3 separate regions of the Mus musculus genome follow, and regions 1 and 2 are each linked to region 3. A link is a contact called in public promoter capture Hi-C data. All regions are on one chromosome and are shown on one strand. The core of a region is the stretch at or near the end of the contact, and the rest is flanking DNA. Distances in the headings are between cores, read along the strand shown.

The links. Promoter capture Hi-C pulls out the DNA fragments that hold promoters and counts their contacts.
Region 1: a contact with region 3 is called in a promoter capture Hi-C map of hippocampal neurons, with 2.4 times the contacts expected there. The contact joins the promoter of Rhobtb3 here to the enhancer-like site in region 3. A contact is called at or near these places in 5 of 39 promoter capture datasets (the C10 cell line, cranial neural crest, hippocampal neurons and 2 more) and 1 of 9 other capture datasets (embryonic stem cells).
Region 2: a contact with region 3 is called in a promoter capture Hi-C map of hippocampal neurons, with 3 times the contacts expected there. The contact joins the promoter of Glrx here to the enhancer-like site in region 3. A contact is called at or near these places in 9 of 39 promoter capture datasets (cranial neural crest, embryonic stem cells, hippocampal neurons and 3 more), 3 of 115 datasets of contacts at active chromatin or transcription factors (SST interneurons and embryonic stem cells) and 1 of 9 other capture datasets (embryonic stem cells).

What each region holds. Positions count from the first base shown.
Region 1 is chr13:75,942,130-75,946,151 of GRCm38.p6, forward strand. It overlaps Rhobtb3 (Rho-related BTB domain containing 3), which reads right to left and starts at 1,695. Exons shown (of 12, transcript NM_028493.2): 1 at 1,402-1,695; 2 at 1,078-1,303. The coding sequence starts at 1,403.
Region 2 is chr13:75,838,553-75,842,162 of GRCm38.p6, forward strand. It overlaps Glrx (glutaredoxin), which reads left to right and starts at 1,334. Exons shown (of 3, transcript NM_053108.4): 1 at 1,334-1,623. The coding sequence starts at 1,417. Gm41005 (a long non-coding RNA gene) reads right to left here and starts at 2,516. Exons shown (of 2, transcript XR_873685.2): 1 at 2,215-2,516.
Region 3 is chr13:75,111,153-75,115,005 of GRCm38.p6, forward strand. Pcsk1 (proprotein convertase subtilisin/kexin type 1) reads left to right here. Exons shown (of 14, transcript NM_013628.3): 8 at 1,390-1,602. Among named protein-coding and RNA genes, the nearest start is that of Pcsk1, 23 kb to the left of the region's middle. Within about 2 kb of position 2,174, at least 17 of the 459 cell types and tissues checked have an H3K27ac peak or open chromatin away from gene starts, as enhancers often do. A contact at or near this core is called in SST interneurons and hippocampal neurons, where this site is marked.

The DNA of each region.
Region 1 (4,022 bases), core at 445-2,944, 830 kb after region 3:
AGGTTAGGTAGCATCCTTTCATTTATTTCAGCACACTGATATGAGTTTCCAGTTAAAGAGTGCTTTCTTTCCATAATAGGAAAATATGCTCAAGAAAATTTTCTCTTTACTTTTTACACATTTCTATTCAAAAGTATGCTAGTTCTCCTTAGCTCTGGTAGTTTTCTTAAAAAAAAAACTGTCTTTTTAATGTAAAAATCTCACATAATTTGTACCTTTTTTAAGACCCAAAAGTTTAAACATTTATATATTATGTATATATAGTAATCTTTAGCTGAAAAATATATAACTACAATATCAGCAAGAAATCACAGATTTAAAATTAAATGAAGACACTTGAAATACATAGTGCTACTGTGTTATGAAGATATTTGTAAGTCAGGGAGCTGTCTTCTTTGTCCTTTTATCAAACACTTCAGAGTCAAGCTACTCAAGAGACAAGCTAAGACTTATTTTATTCAACTATCATAAACATGAAGATTTATTTAAGTTCTTAGTGGTATTTCCAATTTATTAACCACTAAAACAAAAGGCTAATATATGAGCATTAGCACTATTAAAAACTAGTCTTTTCAGAGGTTAATAATCAACAAATAAGCCATTTAAAATTAGTTCTCAAATCCCATTCTTTTTTCCCTTGTTCCCATACTATTTTTGACCTGTCCCTGTCTAGAGTATTTTTGCCTACGTTGAGCTGTAAAGGGCAGTATTTATAGAACACATCTCCCTATCCTCCACGAGGTGGACATGAAAACATGACTCTTGGCCAGTGGAACTTCGCGACCCTGTTTGGGGTTGGCACATTCAACTGTCAGCTGTCCATCCACTAAAGAACAAGTCTTGAAACACAGTAACGGCTCTATATTGCCCTGGGGCCATTTTACCTTACAGACGTGACTGGGCTGCCCCCACCACCTCCAAATTGTAACAAAGGATGGGATTTGCCAAAAAATGTAAAAACACAAAAACAAACTAAAAAAACTCTCCAGGCAATCAGGAAATTAAGAAACAAGGGGAGGAGGGATCCAAAAAGGCAAGCTCCTTCCTCCTGGGCACCGCGCAGCCACTGCCCCTTACCCAGACGGGACAGTCGTGCACCACCAGCTTGACGTTCCCGAACGCACTGGCCTGGTACTCAGTGAACACCGGGCGCGCGACCGTGCTGGCCGCGTTCAGCAACAAGCTACTCTCGTCCCCCGACACCAGCGGGCTTCTTCCCAGGTATGTGCGGATGAGCCCCGACGGCCGGTTGTCCTGGTGGAACGTGTCGCCCTCGTTCCCCAACGCCACGATGTGGATGGACCTGCGGGGCCGAGAGGGGCGCGGTGAGCGGGTGGGTACAGCCAGGGCGCGTGGCACGTCCCGGACCCAGACCGTGGCAGAACGGCGACGCGTACGTACATGATCGCGGCTGGCAGGGCGGCGCGGAGATGGCAGCGGGCGGCCTGGCGGGGGCCCGGGCGACGCTCTCACTGCAGTCAGCTCATCCCCGGCCGCGGCCCTCCCGCTCCTACGACGCGGCGCTACCGACGCAGAGGAGCGGGCCGGGAGTGAGCGGCCGGCCGGGCGCTGGCAGCGCTGCGGTCCCTGGTCGCCGCTCCTGGCCGCCGCGCCTCCGCCCGGGCTCCGCCTCCGCTCGGCGGGGCCGGAGGCCCGCACGTGTCGCCCCGAGAGTCCGGCGCGCGGGGGAGCTGGCTGCTGGCCGAGGCCGCGGGACACAAAGGAGCGGTGGGCGCGGGGACGACGCCGGAGCCCGGGAGCAGCTCGCCGCCAATCCGCCTGCAGCAAGTTTCCTCAACTCGGAAGGCTGAAACCTGAGCCGGGAGCGGGGGAGGGGCGGCCTGGCCCCCGCCGGGGACCAGAAGAGAGCCCAGCCAGGAGGCAGCCCCCTGCCCACCCCGCGGTCCCGTACCCACCCCAGCCTTCGCAGAAAGTGTGTTATCGTTTTGTCAATTTACAACATGCGCTTTGGCTGTTTTGTAAAATCGTACTTGTGAAGAAGGAAAAAAAAAAAAGGCAACATTCATGCAGCTGCAGAAAAGGTTCTTTGTTCACGCACCAATTAATTTGCGGGTGCCACTTTGGAAAGGTCATTTACTATTGCAAGCTATATTTGGCATATTTTAACCAAGATTGTGGAATTTGAAGTGTTGGGATTTTTAATGTGTGTGGTTTAAAAAAAAAAGAAAAAAAAAAAAAAGAAAGTTGTAGCAGTTTACTTGGATTTTTTTCAGTACACATTCCAGTTACATTATTTAATAATAGCTCACTGAAAAAGAAGGATCATGTTAATGTAAGGATATTTTAGATTCTTTCGTGATGACACACAGAAGTAAAGCTTGTGGAGGCCCCAAAAGGGCCTCAGACTACCTCCAGTATAAAACACCATGAGGACTGCTAATACTAGGACAGGCCAAAGGCTACTCTGGGGCTCCCTCATAAATATTAAAATTCTCACAAGCATCTCACACACAGTTAAGAGTTCTTGTTTATCTTTTTGATTATTTGCTCTGCTTTGAAATTGGGCTTGTTTTCTCTGTTAAGTGGACCTGTTTTGAGAACTAGATGTTTAAAAGGTCCTGGGAAGACTGAGGAAAACAAGAAGCTGGGAGATGGCCACAACTGTTTATTAGGAATCAGTATTGCTCAGCTGAGACAGAATTAGCTTCCTGTCCATAGACAGGGCAGGGCAGGGGGCGTTCTCTATGTAGTTTACTTAGTCCTCTCTGTTCTTTGAGATAGGTCTTCCCTCCTCAGCCTCCCAAATAGCTGTAATTAGAGTCACTAGTAAAGACAAAACCAAACAAAAACAAAACCAGCCCAGGCTATATCGTGAGCTCCAGAAGAGCCAGTTACATAGTGAGACCCAGTCCTAAATAAATAAATAAATAAATAAATAAATAAATAAATAAATTTTTTCCTTTGTGTCCAAGTACAATGTTTTGTAGTTTCTGGAAATAACCATCCTGAAAGATGCAAATGTGCAGAGTCACAGTTCCTCTTGGATCAAAAGAAAGTATACGGTCTCATCAGTCTAATGGCCCACCAGTCAAACACCATGACACTGAAGTGCATAAATAGATAAAGAATATAGCTTACTGTGAGACTACGCCGGGGCCTAGCAAACACAGAAGTGGATGCTCACAGTCAGCTATTGGATGGATCGCAGGGCCCCCAAAGGAAGAGCTAGAGAAAGTACCCAAGGAGCTAAAGGGATCTGCAACCCTATAGGTGGAACAACTTTATGAACTAACCAGTATCCTGGAGCTCTTGTCTCTAGCTGCATATGTATCAAAAGATGGCCTAGTCGGCCATCACTGCAAAGAGAGTCCCATTGGACTTGCAAACTTTATATGCCCCAGTACAGGGGAACACCAGGCCAAAAAGTGGGAATGGGTGGGTAGGGGAGTGGGAAGGGGTAGGGTATGGGGGACTTTTGGGATAGCATTGGAAATGTAAACGAGGAAAATACCTAATAAAAAATTAAAAAAAAGAATATAGCTTACGTAAATATGAACCTTTTTTTTGAGTTGTTTTCTCCTGTACTGCCTAGGCTGATCTAGAACCCTTGGGCTTACTAAGCAGTCTTCCTAGATCAAATTTCCAGAGCAGTTGAGACTATAGATGGTTAATGAGTTATGAACTAGCTTTTGTAAATGAAGGTAAACTCATCACATCTTATACCATGGATGATCCTTAACGATGTGGTGCTATGTGAAGTAAGCCAATATGGAAGAGAATTACATCATTCTACTTCTGAATTACCTCAAGTAGCCAAGCTCTTACAGCTAGGAAGTAGGACAGAGTATCAGGTGCTGAAGTAGGGAAGGCATGCTATTTTTGGGTACCCAGTTTCAGTTTTGGAAGATGAAAAAGCATAGAAATCAATTGTACAGCAAAATGCACATAGCTAATGTGACTTATGCCAATCACTAAAGCATGGTTAAGATAATAAGTTTTCTGTTACCACGTAAAGCACAATACAGAGAGCATAAGAACATGCAAAAAAGACACCAGATGGA
Region 2 (3,610 bases), core at 84-2,583, 730 kb after region 3:
TTTGAGATAGATGAGAGAGTCAGATTGTTAGGAAAAGGAGGAAGGGAAAGACCAGACAAATGAGAAGGAGAGAAAGACTCTAAAGGAACAGCCTGAGCTGGGTGCTTATTCCCCAGGGTCATGTGAACAGCAAGAACCCTCAAGAGGTCCTTGAAACAGCTGGCATCAGAAGGTTGCCAGAAAGTTAAGACTCTAGCCCTAAACTTGTTCAGAATTGTGGGAAGCTATGGGCTGAGAGGTCTACAACCCTGCCATGGGCCAGCCACCTCAGCCATGCAGCCAGGCCGCTTCTCCGTTGGCAGAACTCTCTCTCCGCTTCTTCTGTGGCCCTGACTATTACCATCTGACTGTTATTTTGCCATTTGATGTGGGTAACAGTGAGAGTGACAAAGAAAGCAGCCCCCAGAAGTCAGTTTACTTCTCTTTGGTCACAATGTGCACCAGAGCCGTCACCAGGACATGACTGTAGTCTGACCTCCTGTAAGATACTCTGGTTCTACTGTGGAGCTGGTTGCTTGCTTGGAAAGGTGCTTCAGTCTGACAGGAGTTTTCTCTTCGACTTGCTTATCTACCTCAGCACCACCTCCCAAAGCACCTCAGCTCACTGTCAAAACAAGTCAGACAGGAAAAGATCCACATTCTGTCTGGAATCTCAGGTCAGGGGTTATGGGAGAATTTGTTTCTTACTGAACTGCTATTCAAAGGTCACCAGCCCTAAGGCTTTTGGAGTAAGAGAGACCTATTAAAAAGCTTAGCTTCACAGGTAGGCCCCGTGGCAAAGTTCAGTCACAAATCTACCCCACTGAAAAGGGCTCATTGTTCACCATGAACTCAGAGCATGGCACCCCACTTTTTAAAGACAGAGAGAAAGTACAGACAAGCACATTTTTACATGTCAAGAACCAAGTCCACTAATCACACAAGTACCCACCTTACAGGGCAAAGAAAGCATGCCGGTGCAACCCACAAGGCCCAATCACTATGCAGTCCCCACATCCTATGAAGAGCCAAAGCTTTCCTGAATGGTTGTGTTTTTATTTTTCAAAACAACCGTGTTTCCAAAAGAAGAGAGAGAGAGAATTTGTTCTAAGAGGACCTGGGGCCTCCTACCCAGAAACTGGTCTGCGCTGTCTCTGCTACCCTAGAGGGTGACTTAGTTCTGTTCTTGGGGAGGACACAAGACAGCCTGTTATAGCTTACACAGCCAGTGTGCAATGGTAGGCCTAGGAAGTACTGACTCATACCAAAATGAACTGACTTTGGGGCTGGCCCTTTAAAACTGAAGCATCCTACTTGGTAACTCCTCCTCCAAGGAGGTTCCTTATTAAATGAGAGCTGCTGGCTAAGCGCCGCTGCATTACCGGACCATTACTTTCAACTGCACGTTCCTCCCTGGAGAAGCTGCAGCCTGTCAGCATGGCTCAGGAGTTTGTGAACTGCAAGATCCAGTCTGGGAAGGTGGTCGTGTTCATCAAGCCCACCTGCCCCTACTGCAGAAAGACCCAAGAAATCCTCAGTCAACTGCCTTTCAAACAAGGTCTTCTGGAGTTTGTGGACATCACAGCCACTAACAACACCAGTGCGATTCAAGATTATTTACAACAGCTCACCGGAGCGAGAACAGTGAGTGTGTTTAAATGCTAAGGAAGCGCTGGGGTGTTGCTGTTTCCTTTCCAGAGCTTTGTAGACAGCTAGCTGTGCCTTTTCTAGGATGCCGTTGCCTGGGCTCTGTCCTTCAAAGCAGCCAGAGGACTTTGCAGGGTGTGGGGGAGGGACTCAAGGGAAGACACTGCTCAAATGAGTGGGCAGCAGGACTGCCTGGGAGGACCAGAAGGCAGAACGCTGGTTGGTGTGTGGATAGTGGGCCTGACAGCTGGGCTGGCGGCAGTTAAGTGTTTATCTGAAGGCTTTGTTTTAAGCACTATTTTGAACTGGCAGTGTTCTTCTGGCAAGGCAGGAGGCAGCTTCGAGGCTGGATGTGATCTCTAGCTTTTATGTTATGGATGGGGGCCATAGGCACTCTCTTCCCCCTGTTAGCATGTAGTGGGGTCTGCGGCCCTTCCTTTTCTTTGCACTAGGCTTTCTTTCTTTATCACCTAGTTTGTCCATTCTTACCTAGCCCCACCCACTAGAAAAGTAAATCCTGGACTCCATTTTTGCCTGTGCTGCCTTAATTGTAGGATATTTTCAGGTCTGGTTATCATGATAACTTACTGTATGATCTGATGGATTCTTGCCTTGGAGATCCATCCTCAGTGACGCAGGCTGCAAGATTAGAGGGAGCGCTTCAAAGTCCTGTTCCACAAATCCATATGCAGCTCTCTAAGAACACCTTCCTCCTCAGAAAAGGCTTTCTTTGTGCCTGGGCTGCTGCTGGAATGCCCAGCTCAACAGACTCCAGTGCTGGAAAGTGAGCTTGTTGTACAGTTAACTGGAGTGTTGGGGACAAAGCCGAGGCAGCCCCAACAAGCCAAGAACCTTGGCCACCTGCCTCCAATACCAACTAAAGTGACGCGTGACAGTGAAAAGCAGAGGAAAGAAACTTCCTCAGTGAGGCTTCATTGGGAAGCTGAAAAAATACAGATGTCCATGGATGCCCAAGTCCATAAAATGTATGGTGTGTGTGTCTGTGTACCCTTGTTTACACAACAGCCCAGTGGTTAATGTTGGATGACTTATTTAATCACTCTCAGCCTTACTTTGGTGAGACACCGTCCTTCACTGAATCTGGAGTTCACAGGCTGGGATGGACTGGACTAGCTAGCAGCCAGAACGCCCCTGGGATCTTCCTATCTAGATCTCCCCAGCTTGTGATTTGCACCCAACTTTTTTCTGTGGATTCTGGGGGATCAAACTAAGGTCCTCACTCTCATGCATAAGCACTTACTGATGAGTTACTAGCCGAGCCATCTCCCTTCTTAACTAGAATCTCCTGTCATCTTCTTAAATGGAAAGCCCGGGGTTTGCAGGCCAGGTCCAGGTGAAAACCCCAGCCCCACCCCTCCCCCACTACCCCTGACTCACCTTAGTCTCAGGTCCAGTTGCTCTCCAGGGGTCAGAACTGTGTGAAATTCTCTTCCTGTGAGGTGGGTTTCTCCACTGACTAGCACCAGGATTTCAGCCTTTCCCAGCTCTGGTTTGGGGTGAAGGTGGGGGTGGGGGTGTGTTTGAGGTTCTTTGTTTTTACACAGTCTGATAGCTAAAGGGAGAGGCATGGGTGGTCTTTTTAGAGTATCCCCTTTCCTGGGAGAGCAGTCCCGCAAGCTCACTTCTTTTCAGGAGCACATTGCAGGGCAGTGTTGGAAGAAACACATTTTTTACTTGAGCTTTAGTGCGACTTGAATGGTTTTCTCTGGGATCTTGGTGTAAAGCATTGGGAATTATTTCATTCAAAAATCTGCATGGTAGTGCCAACCATAAGTGTGTATTTTACAGCTATAGGACGAGGTCTTGGAGCAGGGACACAGCAGAGTGGACAGGGAAGAGAGGCGTATAGACCCTCCAGGTCCTGCTCCAGCTCCCACCAGACATCCTCCTCTCCTGTAGAGTGGGATTGCCTGGGAGAACTTCAGACAATCCCATGCTCAGGTCAAATTCCACATTAGTTGCC
Region 3 (3,853 bases), core at 924-3,423:
CTTCCACATGTGGGTCTAACATGGTGCAAAGATTCATTACTTTTAGAATATTTATATTTAATGTATTTCTTGAGGCTATGGAGTCAAAATGTCCTGGTTGATTATCATGAAAATTTGAGTTTGGGCCTCAGCATCTTAGTATAAAACCAGGAAGGATGGTGCTTACATTCCCAGACCGAGGCAGGGAAACAGGCAAAGATTCCTGATGTTCTCTGGCTAGTCATGCATTGATGAGAGACTGTCTCAAATAAACAAGATGGATTTAAAACAAAACAAAACAAAAAAAACCAAAAAAACTAAGTGGGGGATGGAGAGATGGCTCAGTGATTAAGAGCAATGACTGCTCTTCCAAAGGTCCTGAGTTCAAATCCCAGCAACCACAGACACCCAGACACCCTTTTCTGGAGTGTCTGAAGGCAGCTACAGTGAACTTACATAAAATAAATAAACAAACAAACAAACAAACAAATAAATCTTTAAAAAAAACCCTAAGTGGATAGTGCCTCAAGAATGACAGTTAATGCTGACCTCAAGACTCCACACATACAGCACACATACACATGTATCTGAACATACACACACACACACACGTACACACACATGAACACATGGAAACATGCAGATGAACCTGCACACACACACACACACACACACACACAAATGCTTTTGGACATATGTCTCATTTTTCTTCAAAGTCTTTTACTAGGTAACTTAGCCTTCTTCCAATTGCTGTGAGAGTTCATTCTTGAATGTAGCAACATCCTGCCCTCTACATTACATGAGTACCTGGAATCCTTTCATCCCTCATATGTTGCTCTTTCTCGTGAGCTAACTACATTGTTGGACAGATTTTAAGACCTTGAACTATGCAGGATGAGACAAAAGTAGAAGCTTTGGAGAGCACCAATTGAAATATCACAGAAAGAGTGGCCTTGACGAGTTCCATTCAAACCAAGAGTCTTTTTAATGCAGCTGCAAGGCAGATCTGAATAATGCCTGATTTTGTCATTCTATCAGTCAGCCAGATGATTCAAGCAGAAACAGAGGAAGTTCAAAGATTCAAGTCTAGTGACATAATGAAGAGAAGAGTGAAAAATTTATAATTCATATGTTAAAGGCTGCATTATAGAATCTAGGATAAAGAAGAAAGGAAAAGCCTAGATCCACCCCACTGCAGAGAAGGCCCTGAAAACAGAAGGCAGGCAGGGATACTCTGCTTCTGGTCTGAGAAACACAATATGACAACCCTTGAAACCTTGAAATTAAAGACAGATTACAAAGGATTGTCTTTGAGAATACTGTGCATCTATCTTCTGATCGTTTTGAAGAGCTTGCTGGTAACCACAATTGATGATAATAGATTGTTATACATTCTCTCTTTTCTTTCAGGGGAGACAAGGGAAAGGCTCCATCTTTGTCTGGGCTTCAGGGAATGGGGGTCGTCAGGGAGATAACTGTGACTGTGATGGCTACACAGACAGCATTTACACCATCTCTATCAGCAGTGCCTCCCAGCAAGGCCTGTCACCTTGGTATGCAGAGAAGTGTTCTTCCACATTGGCTACCTCCTACAGCAGTGGTGATTACACAGACCAGCGAATAGTAGGTTGCCTTGTTTCTGTGTCTCTCTTGAAGTAGAGAAGAATAAGACATACTTTCAGAATGACCCTCTTCCCTGACCTTTGTGGGAAATGATTTCTTTCCGCTTGACGTATCAATTGGGGGGACCACTGCTTACTCTCTTGAAAGACTAGCATATATTGGAAAGTTTCTCTCAGGAATAATGGCACTTCTGCCAAGATGATCTTCCCTGTCATTGTTTAACTCAGGTCTGAGAAGCCACGAAACCTGTCATTACATGCAGCAAACACTCCAAATGCCTTCTGCTTGTCTGATGCCTCCCTGGAAACAGCCTGAAAGAAGATTTCAGGGTCATAGGGCTTAATCACCCTATGCTTACTGATACTCTAATAATAGGGATATAGTCTGACTCAACCACTAGCAAATGATAAAAGTATAGACTCTATACCAGTAATATCTCCTAAGAACAGATAACCTACATGAAAAAAAACAGTCTCAATTTTGCCTGGGATGAACTCCTCAGCCTCTGGGGAGCCTCTGAGGAAAGCAGCTCAAGGAGTTATATGCTTAGATCTCCTCCAGCCCACGCCTGCCTGTGCCTTCACTTCCATGAGTCATGAACAATTATTGAATTTCCCTTCAAGGGCATAATGAAGAACTGTTTGGAGGCTTTGAGAACAGAGATGGGTACTTTCAAACGTCTAAAGCCTCAAATTTAACCAGGTTGATTCTATGTAGATCCTAATCTCAATAAAATAGCAGGCTGTGAACCAGTTAATAACTACAAAGCTTTGGGGGGTTGCCAGTAACCCCAATAGCTTATGATAGGATGTTATACATTTTGTTCTTTGTGGGAGAAAAAGGGCTTCATCATTGTCTGGTCTTCAGTGGATGGGGGCTCTGGAATATATGCATCATTCTCACTAACAACCCTAAAAAAGCCTAAGCAGTACCAATATGTGGTTTGCACAATATCAGTGTTTATAGCTCTTTCTGTACCTAGGCAGAAGAGCCGTGTTGTCTCCACTGGAAGGTGCTGGCCTTCCTCTCATGCCATATGTTCAGTTACTTGAATAATAAACAGACTGTGACATTCTAGTCAAGGGTTCTTTGTAGTAGACACACTTTATAGCTTTAGAAAGGGACATAGCAGACATGTCTACTTGGGTGTCAGAGCCCCTGGCTGTTTCTATTTCTGTGGCATCCAGAGCTGACTTCAGAAAATGGCCTGGTAAGCACTTCAATGTTTCTACTGCATAGACTCCCCCTCATCTGGAAGCCCTTGCACTAAAGCAGAGAAGAGATTTTTCACCTTTGTAGAGATTCATCCTTAGGTAAAGCTGCTCTGGCAGAGACAGCTGGTGGATTCTATTTGAGACAGTTGCAATAACAAGCTTTTCTTACGTAAACCTTTTCCGGTATAGTCATCTCTAGGGACTTATTTTCATCAACAGGTATAAAGGGCAGCTTGACTTGCACAACACTCTGAGAAGCAGAGCCACCATAACTTGAGAAATCCTAGGACACTAAGTGGGAAACCAAAGGAAGTGATAATAGAACACATTATTTTTTTACACCTCCCTCCTACACATTGAAATCTCTAGCTAAAACTGAAGCACTGAAGCTTGGGTGTTGTCTGGTTAGGAATTTTTGGCCCTGCTGTTTATTCAGCCAGCAGACTAACTGGAAGTCTTTGTGGTATTTCTGCATATCTGCATATGGTATATCTCCATAGCCTCTTTATTACTCTAAAGCTAGCCTACACAGTTCCTTGCATGCACTAATAATATTAACAGATACTTTCACAAGGCAGGATCTCATTTATGTCTAGAATGAATCAGGAAATATAAATTCCATGCTGCTAATGTGAAGAGCATATAACATGACTGTGGGTCACATCTAATACACAGCAGTTTTGTAATCTGAACCCAGAACTAAGTGTGGGTTAATTTTTTTAACGTGACCAATCGTATTTAAAGGTAGAAGACACAAACTTGTAGCTTTCCAACCAAGTCAACAGTTAACGCAAAATCTATTCTAAGTAAGTTTTGTTCAAATGTCTCTGATCAAGATGTCATTATATTCCTCTATTACAGAGGCAGACAGATGTCAATCTCAAGGCCAAAGGGAATGCTGTTTGAGTTAAAATTTCTAAATATGCTCAACCATGTTCAATGGACCTGATGATTAATGGACTGGCATGATTCACAGTGACTTAGAAACAGTTCCTTTTTTTATAGACACATTTTGTTTGGGAATCTCAGAAGAGAAA